Regions from separate parts of the Scatophagus argus genome. Here region 2 is linked to region 1. Evidence: chromatin contacts called from public Hi-C data. All regions are on one chromosome and are shown on one strand. The core of a region is the stretch at or near the end of the contact, and the rest is flanking DNA. Distances in the headings are between cores, read along the strand shown.

Region 1 (5,552 bases), core at 2,194-4,693:
GATGTAACAACAGTCAAATAGATCTCAGCCTGTGCACATGAAAAGAAAGAAAGAAAAAGAAAGAAAAAAAAACAAAAACAAAAACAGTATCTTGAGCACAGCAACACTCTAAAATCCTTCAGTTTAAAGGAAAAAGCTGACCCTGTCTGTGGCACTCAATCCCAAATTTATTTATTACTACTTGGAGTGTTAATTTAAACAAAATCACAAATATATATAGTTTCATATTTAAAAAAAAAGCCAAATAACTTCCTAAAGCAACATTACTCCAACAAGAGTAAATTTGTGCATTTGTTAGGGACTATTTGCACTTTGAGGTGAAGATTAATACACATTCGGTGCTCTGGTGAGTATTTACCAGCAGGATGGTGTATGTGGGATACACTAAAGATATAAACTGCAGTGAGCTGTTCAGTGGTGCGGGAGGACTGTGCCTGGATAGCACCTGGTTTCCAGCTCCCAGCTTGTGAGCAACAACTCTTCCAGAGAGGCTTTGTCCATCCACCAGAAGTTTGAAGAGTAGCTCTCCTCCCCAGCTGGTGCAGTCTCCTAGCAGCATGATGAGACACCAAGCAACATGTATGTGCATGTGTCTTTTTTTTTTGGCCTCTGAGATTTTGTGCAAATCCCTTGAACAACAATATTGACCGGCCAGTCTGATTCACAAGCTTAAGTTATGGACCACTGCACAGCAACCCCTGTGGTCTGCACCGGCACAGCCTAAAGACACTACAAACACTGCAAAGGAATGGGAGGACTAGCAAATTCACCACAATGCTTGATTTGGTCTGAATGTGCCCAAAGCAACATCAGGCTTTGACAACACAAGAAATACTTCTTATTTGTGTCAGTTCACTCAAAGTCACTCAAAGTCCATGTCAAAGCCTCCATATTTTGTAACACAGAGGTCAAAGGCCAGTAGGTTATGAAGGTCATCTGAAGTTCTGAATGTTATCACTGTGGTTGCACCACAGTGAAGAGTCTGTAACACTGAAATGAAATGAATATGTAACACAACAAAAAGCCCAGGAATTATCCTAGAACTGACATTCTCATACTGTGCTTCAGGATGCGCCAAACACCACCATCACCAACACAAATCCACTGCTGGTTAATCCCTTTTCTCTGCACTTCTTATTAATATGCACAGGCAGCACATATGAAAGAAGGGATAAATGTCAAACCACCTACTCCGTGGCAGACATAAAATTGAGACTAATCTCCTAGAATGTGGATTAAATTATACATACAGTATACTGAAAATCATGGTGAAGGATATGTGGCAGTGGAATATTTGGGATTTTAGAATGCTCTCTAAATAATAATAAAAATGAATAGTGACTGATGATATTTACAGCTTTGGGGTCTTTGTGGTGCAGCTGGGCTGCTGTGACCTGTTTGAATCCACCTGGATACCTTTGGAAAAAAAAGGAAGGAAAGTCAGTCCTTTGCAGCATTTTGTTCTTCTACCAAATGAAGATATGCATACCAAACTTGACAAAGAGCAAAATCTTCTATTAAATGCAACTGGTGAATACATTAAAGAGTATTCTGTTTATTAATCTGCACTCTATCGATCTGCATTTTTTTGTTCTCTGTTAACTAAGGAAATACATTAGACACATGTAGGAAAGGGAAATGCATCTAATTAGACCTCGCAGATCTCACAGTGTGAGATTAAAGTGCCTTATTACAAGCACACTGTAGAAAAATACCATCCAACCCCTAAAGAGGAAAATATTATTTATGCCAATTAGTTTATTGTCACAAAGCTGTGAATTCAAAAGAAAAATGCAACACAACTCTGCACATTTTGTGAGAAGACAAAACAAGTGGGTCAGTTCCTCTAATTGATTACAAACGGGACAAGAGACGTGTCGCAACAGGGAAAGTGAAGTATCATCAGTATGCACTTACCCCGTGTGTGATGAGTACACTTTCTGCTCCCACTTGTTTCCAGAGAAAGCTATGTGTTTGGTGTTTATTACTACTACATGGTCACCACAGTCACCTGTGAAGATGTTCGACATGTTTGTTTTCAGATTTATTATTACATTAAAAATGACTATTTTAACACAGAGACAGATGTTTACAGACACAGCTGGTTTGCCAATAATAATAATACAAAAAACAATAGCTAGTTTGCCAAACTAACAAAGACTATTATGTATTAGTAAGAAACAAACAAAGATGTATTTATAAGATTTATCCTCTATTGCCATCAAGTGGCTGCTGAATGCCACAGCAACCTCACACTAAGGGTGAATTGGGGTTTCATAATAGATAAAAGTCAAACACTAATTTACACGGAGAGTAAGGGTTATGATATGTTAAATTCAGAAAGTAATTTGTGACTTTATATGGGTACAATATGCTCTGTGACAGACTGGACTCACTCATTGCATGGTAGATAGGCTTGTGTTTCCCCTGTAATCTAATAGCACACATGGTCGCAATCTTCCCAGGAGGCTGCATCCTGGCATCGATTAGGAACCACGAACGAGCGAAGGTCGCCCATTGCTGAAAGAGGAAAGGAAGAAAGACTGGGTTGAACAAATTTGCTGGCATGGGACCATCACAGGTTTAAGGGTAGCCCGAGTTCTCTGCAATTTACACTAAGTTTAAAGGGAGGGATAAATGTCATAGGAATTGAACTCAATCACATACAGTGTAATAGATGTAACAGTAGATATAACGGTGAGTGTGTGTGCATGTACTACAAGCCCCAACATGCCGATTGTTTTCATTTATCAACTTAAAAACTATGATGTGCATGTGTAACAGATTATAAAATGCATATCACTTGATTTCTGTGTCATTTATTCTCATCAAAGTTAAAATGACAAAGTCTTAAAATTGGAAGCAGCTACTGACAAGAGTTCATCAATATCCACATTTCAGCCATATGACCTGCGCACACAAACCCACGATTTGAAAATGTAGTGATGGACCCGGTTCTTCTGCTGTGAACATGCAGCCATCGTATACCCAAAACAAAGCTTCAAGCGAACACATATTGGCATGGAAATGTTCAGACGTTATATTAAAGTCTGGAGGAACTGATAAGGAATAAAAAAATGTGTACTTAAACGGTTATAATGCGTTAACTCTTATTACTCACTGACCAGTTACAGTTACATTCATAACCACATCACTTACAGCGTAGCTTGTTAGCAAAGCACGTTAGCTAACGGCCTACTTGTGAGTGGCGACGAGCCTTACATTAACCTAAACAAATAAAAATTTTTAGGTAGAAATAATACTGTAAGGTATAGTGTGTGCGGTTACCTGGGCTGATCGGGAGAAACTTGACATTTCTTTAACACCAACGTTACTAGCACATACTCAAAACATTTGACCCTCAACGTGAGTGACGGTTCGTTTGGTAATTTTACTCAGTTGGAACAAGACGTGACAGTTCACCGTTCCTATGTTACAGGTTTATCTATATTTAGGTCATGTAGCAATATGTACAATATGTTATTTCATGGCTGTGCTCATGTTAAACAGTGATACGTCGCAGTAACAATCTGTATTTAAAATAATAATCGTTGCCTTTTATCTAGTACTTATTTCATTTATCTAACAGTTTCTACTCGATCCTATTTTGACGTTGCACCTAAACGTAGTTCCCCTCGTTCCCGCACTTCCTTCCCAAGACTGAAAGAGAGCGCGGAAATTTGACAGTCACCGAGTGACAATAGTTTTGATTTGTTTTTATACAGTAGAAAAGGGAGTAGTTTGTGACTGTTGGTTTCGGAGTCTGAAACGGTTTATTTATCCAAACATTATTCATCTAGCCAGCTGTCAGACCAAAAATGAGAACTTTAGAGGAAGTTCAGGCCACTCTGCAGATCGCCAAGCTGAAAGAGGGGGACCTGCAGAAAACAATTCACTGTCTGTCATTTGGGGAAAACGTCTCTTCTGCAGACTACTGCTTGATGGAGCTGGACGACACGCTGTGCAAACACATAGAAGCTGGACAAAGGTAAGCTCTTACCTTGCCTATTGGCTCTGTGGTGAAACAAAACAAAAAGGTAACATCGCTGATGTTTTTGTATTGTGTGTTATTCTGTTCTGGTCATAAAATCTGACTATTTCACTATTGATTACAGGTTCCAGGTTCTTTTTTTCTTTTTTGAAATGTTAAGAATATGCCCTTCACAAGTTCTTCACGGTTTTCAGTATGATTCTTTTATCTTAAAAAAAAGTCCAAAACCATCAATTGTTAAAGGCTTATTTAAGTTATAGCAATGTAAAACAAGGAAAGACCACAATCTCCACCATTTCCCTTTTCTTCTTTTTAAGGTGGGTAAAAATAATTCAAATGCATGAACAGGATAAATGCAGACATATGTAAATGTAATTCATAAATGAGAGCTGACAGTTTCTTTCCCTTCTCTCTTTCTTTCCAGTCTAGTGATTCGAGGGGATAAGGATGAGCGAGCAGTCCTCTGTAGTGGTGACAAGACGTATGATCTAAAAATAGCCGACACATCCAACCTGCTGCTGTTTGTGCCAGAATGCCGAACACCAGACCAGCTAACTAACAGCCAGGACTGCGCTCATGTGGTGCATGCTCAGGTATGGAAATGACACACACACATAAACAGCCACAGTCTGCTGGGTTCATATGCATCTAGCAGTTAATTGGATTTAAGATCCACATGCACTAACAATGTCCTGCTTCTGTTGTAGATCTGGGGATTTTGCAACAGCTACTGGGAACTGAGGAAGCAACGCCCTAAACTGAAGAAGCTGAAGAAGCTTTTAATGGAGAATCCTTATGAAGGACCCGCTTTAGGAGGGCAGGAGGAGAATATGGAGAACAGGGTAAAATAAAAACATATTTTATTGCGTAATAATTAATTATAATATCCTGTAGCCCTGTGTATATAGGTACACGACATGCATGTCAAGTCTTTAACCTTTCAAAGCACACGTTGATTATGATGTCTGTCACCATGTAGATTATTCACCAGGCAGAGGAGTGATAGCGGTTTCCTTGGTAAAAGTGATCTCACCGCCGTCCATTTTTACCTTAAATGCTGTATGCCTAGTGTCAAGAAAAAAAACACATACAAAAGCCATCTGGTTATTACATATGACTTCTGTGGTGAAGTTTCAGTGCAGTTGTAACTGATTATTTTATACATCGGTGAGGTGTGGGGCTCCTGTGTCAACATCTGTACCTGGTTTGTCCCCACTCTATCTGAAGTAAATGGCTTTTAAATCACAAGTCCAAGTTTAGCTGACTAGACTTTTTAGACTGACTTTCACTCTTAAGTGTTGCTCTCTTTTGAATGTTAATGGTATCTGTCCATAAGCGGTTTCCTGTGCTCCTCTGTTACCAGTACACAATGCAGGATCTGTTGGAGAGGATCCAGGCTAGTGAAGAAGAGACAAAGACCCACTTGGAGACAGTCCATGCCTGTCTGATAGATGGTAAACAGTGACACAATTTGAATATTAACTACATGAACATTAGTAGTTAAAGTTGGGTATGTAAATAGGTTAAGAACCAGGGTCAGTGCAGTGCTCCTGTGAGGTAT
Region 2 (5,259 bases), core at 1,553-4,052, 140 kb before region 1:
GGGGATCCATCATGTTAAATAGAAAAAAAATTCTAGCCTCACCATGTGAAATAAAAGAACTAAATTGATGCCCAGGTAGATTAATGTGTAGCTGCTGGGAATTAGTTAGGCTACATAATGAAAAATGATAAACCTTATGTACTCATTTACAGGTACGTTGTACATAGAAAAGTTATGAAAGACTTAACGCACAAACAAACTGAACAAGTTCTGCTTTAGAAAAATGGTGATTATTGGATGAAGACTTGTTAGTGTGCAAGCTAAAACAGCACTTACAACATCTATAAATGGACTATAAACAACTATTTTTTACCCCCTGAACTCTTGATATTGGTATCCTCTTGGTTTGGTTTTTAAAATGGCTTCACGTCGGCAGAAACTTCCACAAAGACATGAGGTGTCTTCATGTGTTTAACAGAGTATATGTTATACTTAGTGTCTCAGCTCTAAAATACATTAGTATTTTTATCTAAGAAGTGTTGCAATTATTGTTTGAAAAACAAACAAACAATAACAATAATTTGAGTCATTTTATGTCAACAAGATTTAGTTTGACCTGAAATGTAAAATGTACATCTATATTTTCTTTTGATGTCTGAAAAATATTAGCACTTGAACTATTAAACACTCATTTTTAAGTGAAGTGAAACATTTGTTACTCGTGAAACAAAAGCTTTCCGTGGTGAAATCAGTTTTACAACACACCCATTTTGCCAGGTGAGCTGCAGAAATGTCACAAATAAATGTATTCTTGCCATACAGACAGAGTGTGGGAGTTTGCCTGCTCCTGCACACCTGTCTCATGAAACAGATGTGCAAAGTAATCGTCTGCTCTGAGAATACACACCGGGGACACTGAGTATTTTGGACTGTTTTATTTGTCTGTGCTGAGAACCGTAAACAAAATTGAATTTTGCTCCAGCGTACCAAAGTGACAACAGCAAACTTGCCCAAATTACTTATTTATTTTGTCCTATTTGGTTGAAACAAACATGAAAAAAGTCATCTTGAATTAACCGCATTAAATCAGGTTTGTGGTTTAAATTAATGCATTTGTGCATCATTAACCTCCACAATAACATCAGACTTAACTGTATGTTTATAGACTGTGCCATCGTGTGCTTAGACATACTAGCATAAGATCACATCTAAATCTATGGAGCTGCATGGGGAAGTGATCATAGTGTCTGTAATCCATGGGTGATTAAAGAGTTAACACTTGTAATGCAGTATATCAAACTTTGTCTATTAATAGTGAACATGTATTCAGGAAATCTTTATTGCCAAGCGTTAGAATGAACACACACTGTATATTACAGTAAACTGCCTCCAAGTGTCTGAAGTGAGTTATCCAGTGGACATTTCATTGGTTTTCCTCAATGTTCTTAGATGTTGTAAGCAGTGAAATGCATGACTCCTGTGAATCTGTGCTTACGTAGCATTTTTATCTTCTAATCCAAAGCGCTTCTTCAGTCTGTTGACTTAGTAGGACTGAATTAGCTGGCGAATCCTGTCAGAAGTAAAGTAGATTTGAGTCTTGACAAGTCTTCGTTTCCACTTTATGTACTCTACCCATTTTCCAGGAAAAAGACAGCAGAACAAAACTTCCTCACTGGTGATGTTCTCTGGTTGACACTGATGCCAAACAGCATACTGTTTTAAGACTGTTCGTGGGTGTTTGGTTGGTAGGGTTTGCTTGGGTTTGGAAGAGTTACAATAGGCACTGTAGGCGTCAATGAGACGTCAATATTCTTTGATACTTTGTCAGATTTACGTTTGTTGGATTTTATCACACAACAACTCAACAGGTAACGTGACGAACATCTCTTCTGTCCCCAAAACTGCAGACATCAGTGAACCAACCTTTTTCACTGCTCTCCTGTAGAGAAGACACAGTTCATATCTACGCTCTTATCTCACAGTCTTTCTTTCATTAAAAACTTGCACAGCTGCAGTTTTCAATCCAGTATTTGTTCTTTTAAACGAGTGATCCGTTTGAAGGCTTTTGTAATTTTGTTAAAGGAATTGAGAAATGTTTGTCTGAAGGCCGTTTGGAAGGGGCACAAAAGGTCGAGCGTGGTCTCAGTGGAATTGTGAGGAGTATAAATATGCAGAAGTGTCTGGGATGCACTAAAGGAGTTGTTAGCTGGCTGAAACGGGTTCACCGACTGTTCGACAATAAGCCTGAAAGCATTTGCCTTCAGACCTTATTTTGCTGCTAATCACAATGGTGGTCGTCATATCTCTCGTTCTCTTCCCGGCTCTCTTATCTCAGATTGTTTCCTCGTACCTAACCCTTGTACCAGGTAATCATACGTCAGCTCTTTTGACAATCAGTGTTTTGTGGACAGCACAACAACAGTTTCAAAAGCAATGATCTGACAGAATGTATTTCCGCTACATTGTACTGTTGACATTGTCAGTTTTATACTTAAATGATTGGTTCACTCCTTTAATGAAAGAGATTCTTTGCTTTATGTTTGCCGCGTGGGGTCGGAGGAGGAGGTGGAGGCCCAAACATTTTCAGCAGGTTACGGCTGTGTGTTTATTTTCACCGCTATCAGAGAGCGAATGTTGGGTTTGACGACTATATAAGCTCACAGTACCACAGTGTGTCTTTGACAAAGCATCCTGATGTTCTGATGTATCAAACAGCTGATTAAGTGTTTAATAAACAAACTGATTGAACTTGAGTTTGAGGCTTCATCTTTTGTACTTAATAAATAAATGAATTAGGCTCACTTTTTGGGATGGGTCTGATTTAGTGCTAGTTTAGTCCATGAGTGTGTTGACTGTGCAGACTTGAAACCTGGTAGTCTCTCTTTGTATGTCTATCTAGTTCCTTCTGTGTGTGTAATTGCATTAGTGTGTAGTGAGATTGAAGTATTTTCAGTCTCTGTCCTTGTTACATAGTGTTCTTTTTCAGTTGGCGCCGTCCAATTAAAGCTCAACGTTAATTTCAAAGGCATATTGATAAATTGTTTCCCCCTCCCACATTCTTCCTTTATCTCAAGGCTACTGTAACATGCAATTTACTCTAAACATTTTGTCTGGTTTTCATCTCTTCTGAGATTGCCTAAAAGTACAGTGTGTATCACTTTTTTAATGTGCACTATCCTGATCTCTCTGTCACACACCTTCATCATCTTTATGTTCAGGCTGCGCTTCCCACGTGGAGGACATCTCAACACTTTCACCTCTTCAGTCCTTTAAGAGTCTTTCACAATACATCTGAAATGGGAAAACTGTTTGGTGGAACTGCTCACAACTTATGTGAACAATAACCTGTGATGAGGGATCTGAAGTCATCTCCACTGTGAGTAGCATAAAGAGACAGGTATCATTTTGTTGTGGTCTTGGTTGTATGATGGTAATTGAATGAAGGTGACTTGTCTTGACTCACACATAGCCTCCCCTCCCTTTTTTTTTTAAATGCCCTACCTAAAGCTACCACCAAGGGGTGCTGTTATACTGTAGCACACTGTCTGCACTGTGTATATATTTTTTTGCTTCCTGAGTTAAACAACAGTGCCTTCACGTGAGAGGTGGGAGTGTTTTCTTTGGACAGTTTGGACAGTTTCTGCAAGAAGACATCAGTTTTTATAGAACATCTTGTCCAGCTCAGTTATGTGAAAGGTCTGTGTGTGAATATGAACCACAGGAGAAGTTACAAGACTGACATTGTTGCTGTTTGATCACGGTTCTCTCATTCTCCCCCATTATTATGATAATAAACTAATTGCGCAGCTGGATATCCCCCCTACAGGCTTCTTCTGGATTGACATCCCTGAGCTCACACACATTTGACATCCTATAAGGCATTATTGTGAAAATATTTATGGTAAACCTGCATGTCTGAGTGTGCAATAGAAATGTGGGAAATATATTCAACTCTACATGTGGCAGCAGATAAACCACTTAATCACAATCTGAGTGAGCTACAAAAACAAAAGATTAGCGCTGAGCTATACTACACTGTTTTCCCGTAACACTTTGCTCACATGCATCTGGGTGCCCTTCTCTCGCGCTCTCTCTTTCTCTCTCTCTCACTTTCTCTGTCTCTTGCTGTCTCTCTTTCTTTTTTCACCATCCTTTAATCTCTTGGAAGAGACTGACAGAAACACTAACTAGAAAAGACCTTATCAGATGGGACCATCGTCACCTTTCCTCCACCTATCCGTCCATTCATTCATCTGTCCTTGCATTCAAGCATCCATTGATCAGCTCACTGACTCCTTCAACTCCATCCCATTCATCTATCTGTCTGTGTGTGTTTCAGCTCAGTACACAGACTGATGCATACACAGAGGAATTCAGAAACTGTTTCACACACACGTCTCAACCTGAGAGCAACAGCCCGCTGGACAAGGGTAAGATCAAGAGATTAGGTTAGAACATTTAAGTCATCCAACTGATAAGAAATGTCTTTAACAGCAGTAGACAGAACATTTACACACAATTTGTACTGATTGTATAAAAAAAAAAACAAGTCAAATTGTAAAATAACTTATTTAAAATTTTCTGTGTTTGAAGAAGTGTGTGGCAAACAGTTTTTGGAGCACTGGTGAGCATTTTTATTAGCGGATTTTATTCTATTCACGGGCCCTCAGAGAGCAGTGTGTTGATACAACATGATTTAGCTCGGTGCACACAGAATCACAGTCAGTCTGCCAAAGTTACTGTGGGGTCCAATTCCAAATGGGGCCAACGCAGTAAAAACATACGTGCTCAGAGGAGCCTGGGATGAAAGCATTCACCAAGTAGCATATTTTATAAGATCATATTAAGGTTTGAAAAGCCCAGTTGGTCCAATTAAAGCAACAGTAATACAGGCGGTACAAGCCAAGATCAAGTAATTAATACACATAGAAAATCCTCTCATGACAGTGACAGAAGCCAAAATAGGTGAGGTAAGCAGAAATATGAAGTAGCCTACATTTAAAGCAGGTGGATTTTGGTTTTATTCAGAGTGTCACTCAGGTTTCTGATTCATTTCTATCCTCAACTTCACATCGGAATTTCCTCGATTAAGATTAAATATAATGGAAGTGTCTCAGGGCCAAAGTAGATTTTAATAATTAAATGTTATCAAACCATCAAAACCTTCTTTAAGGTTTGATAAATGTCAGGCAAAAAAGTGTGTTTCTAATCTCCTGTGTTGACATTCTTTGTTGCAAAGCTTAGATTTGACAAAAGCATTTGAAATATGATTCTTACAGTCTGCACTGTACCAGTGAACAGGCCTTTATGTAGCTTTTG

What was found. Hi-C and Micro-C count contacts between places; a contact is called where the count stands out from the background.
Region 2: a Hi-C map of muscle shows a contact between it and region 1, with 2.6 times the contacts expected there. The contact joins the promoter of LOC124064424 here to the promoter of mrpl13 in region 1. A contact is called at or near these places in 2 of 2 Hi-C or Micro-C datasets (both in muscle).

Annotation. Positions count from the first base shown.
Region 1 is chr9:11,616,105-11,621,656 of fScaArg1.pri, reverse strand. mrpl13 (39S ribosomal protein L13, mitochondrial) reads right to left here and starts at 3,443. Exons shown (of 7, transcript XM_046398885.1): 1 at 3,289-3,443; 2 at 2,397-2,520; 3 at 1,918-2,011; 4 at 1,356-1,416. The coding sequence starts at 3,315. It overlaps dscc1 (sister chromatid cohesion protein DCC1), which reads left to right and starts at 3,625. Exons shown (of 9, transcript XM_046398881.1): 1 at 3,625-3,988; 2 at 4,416-4,584; 3 at 4,699-4,833; 4 at 5,355-5,445. The coding sequence starts at 3,819.
Region 2 is chr9:11,751,740-11,756,998 of fScaArg1.pri, reverse strand. It overlaps LOC124064424 (collagen alpha-1(XIV) chain-like), which reads left to right and starts at 2,802. Exons shown (of 45, transcript XM_046398874.1): 1 at 2,802-3,316. The coding sequence starts at 3,291. deptor (DEP domain-containing mTOR-interacting protein) reads left to right here. Exons shown (of 10, transcript XM_046398879.1): 10 at 1-2,693.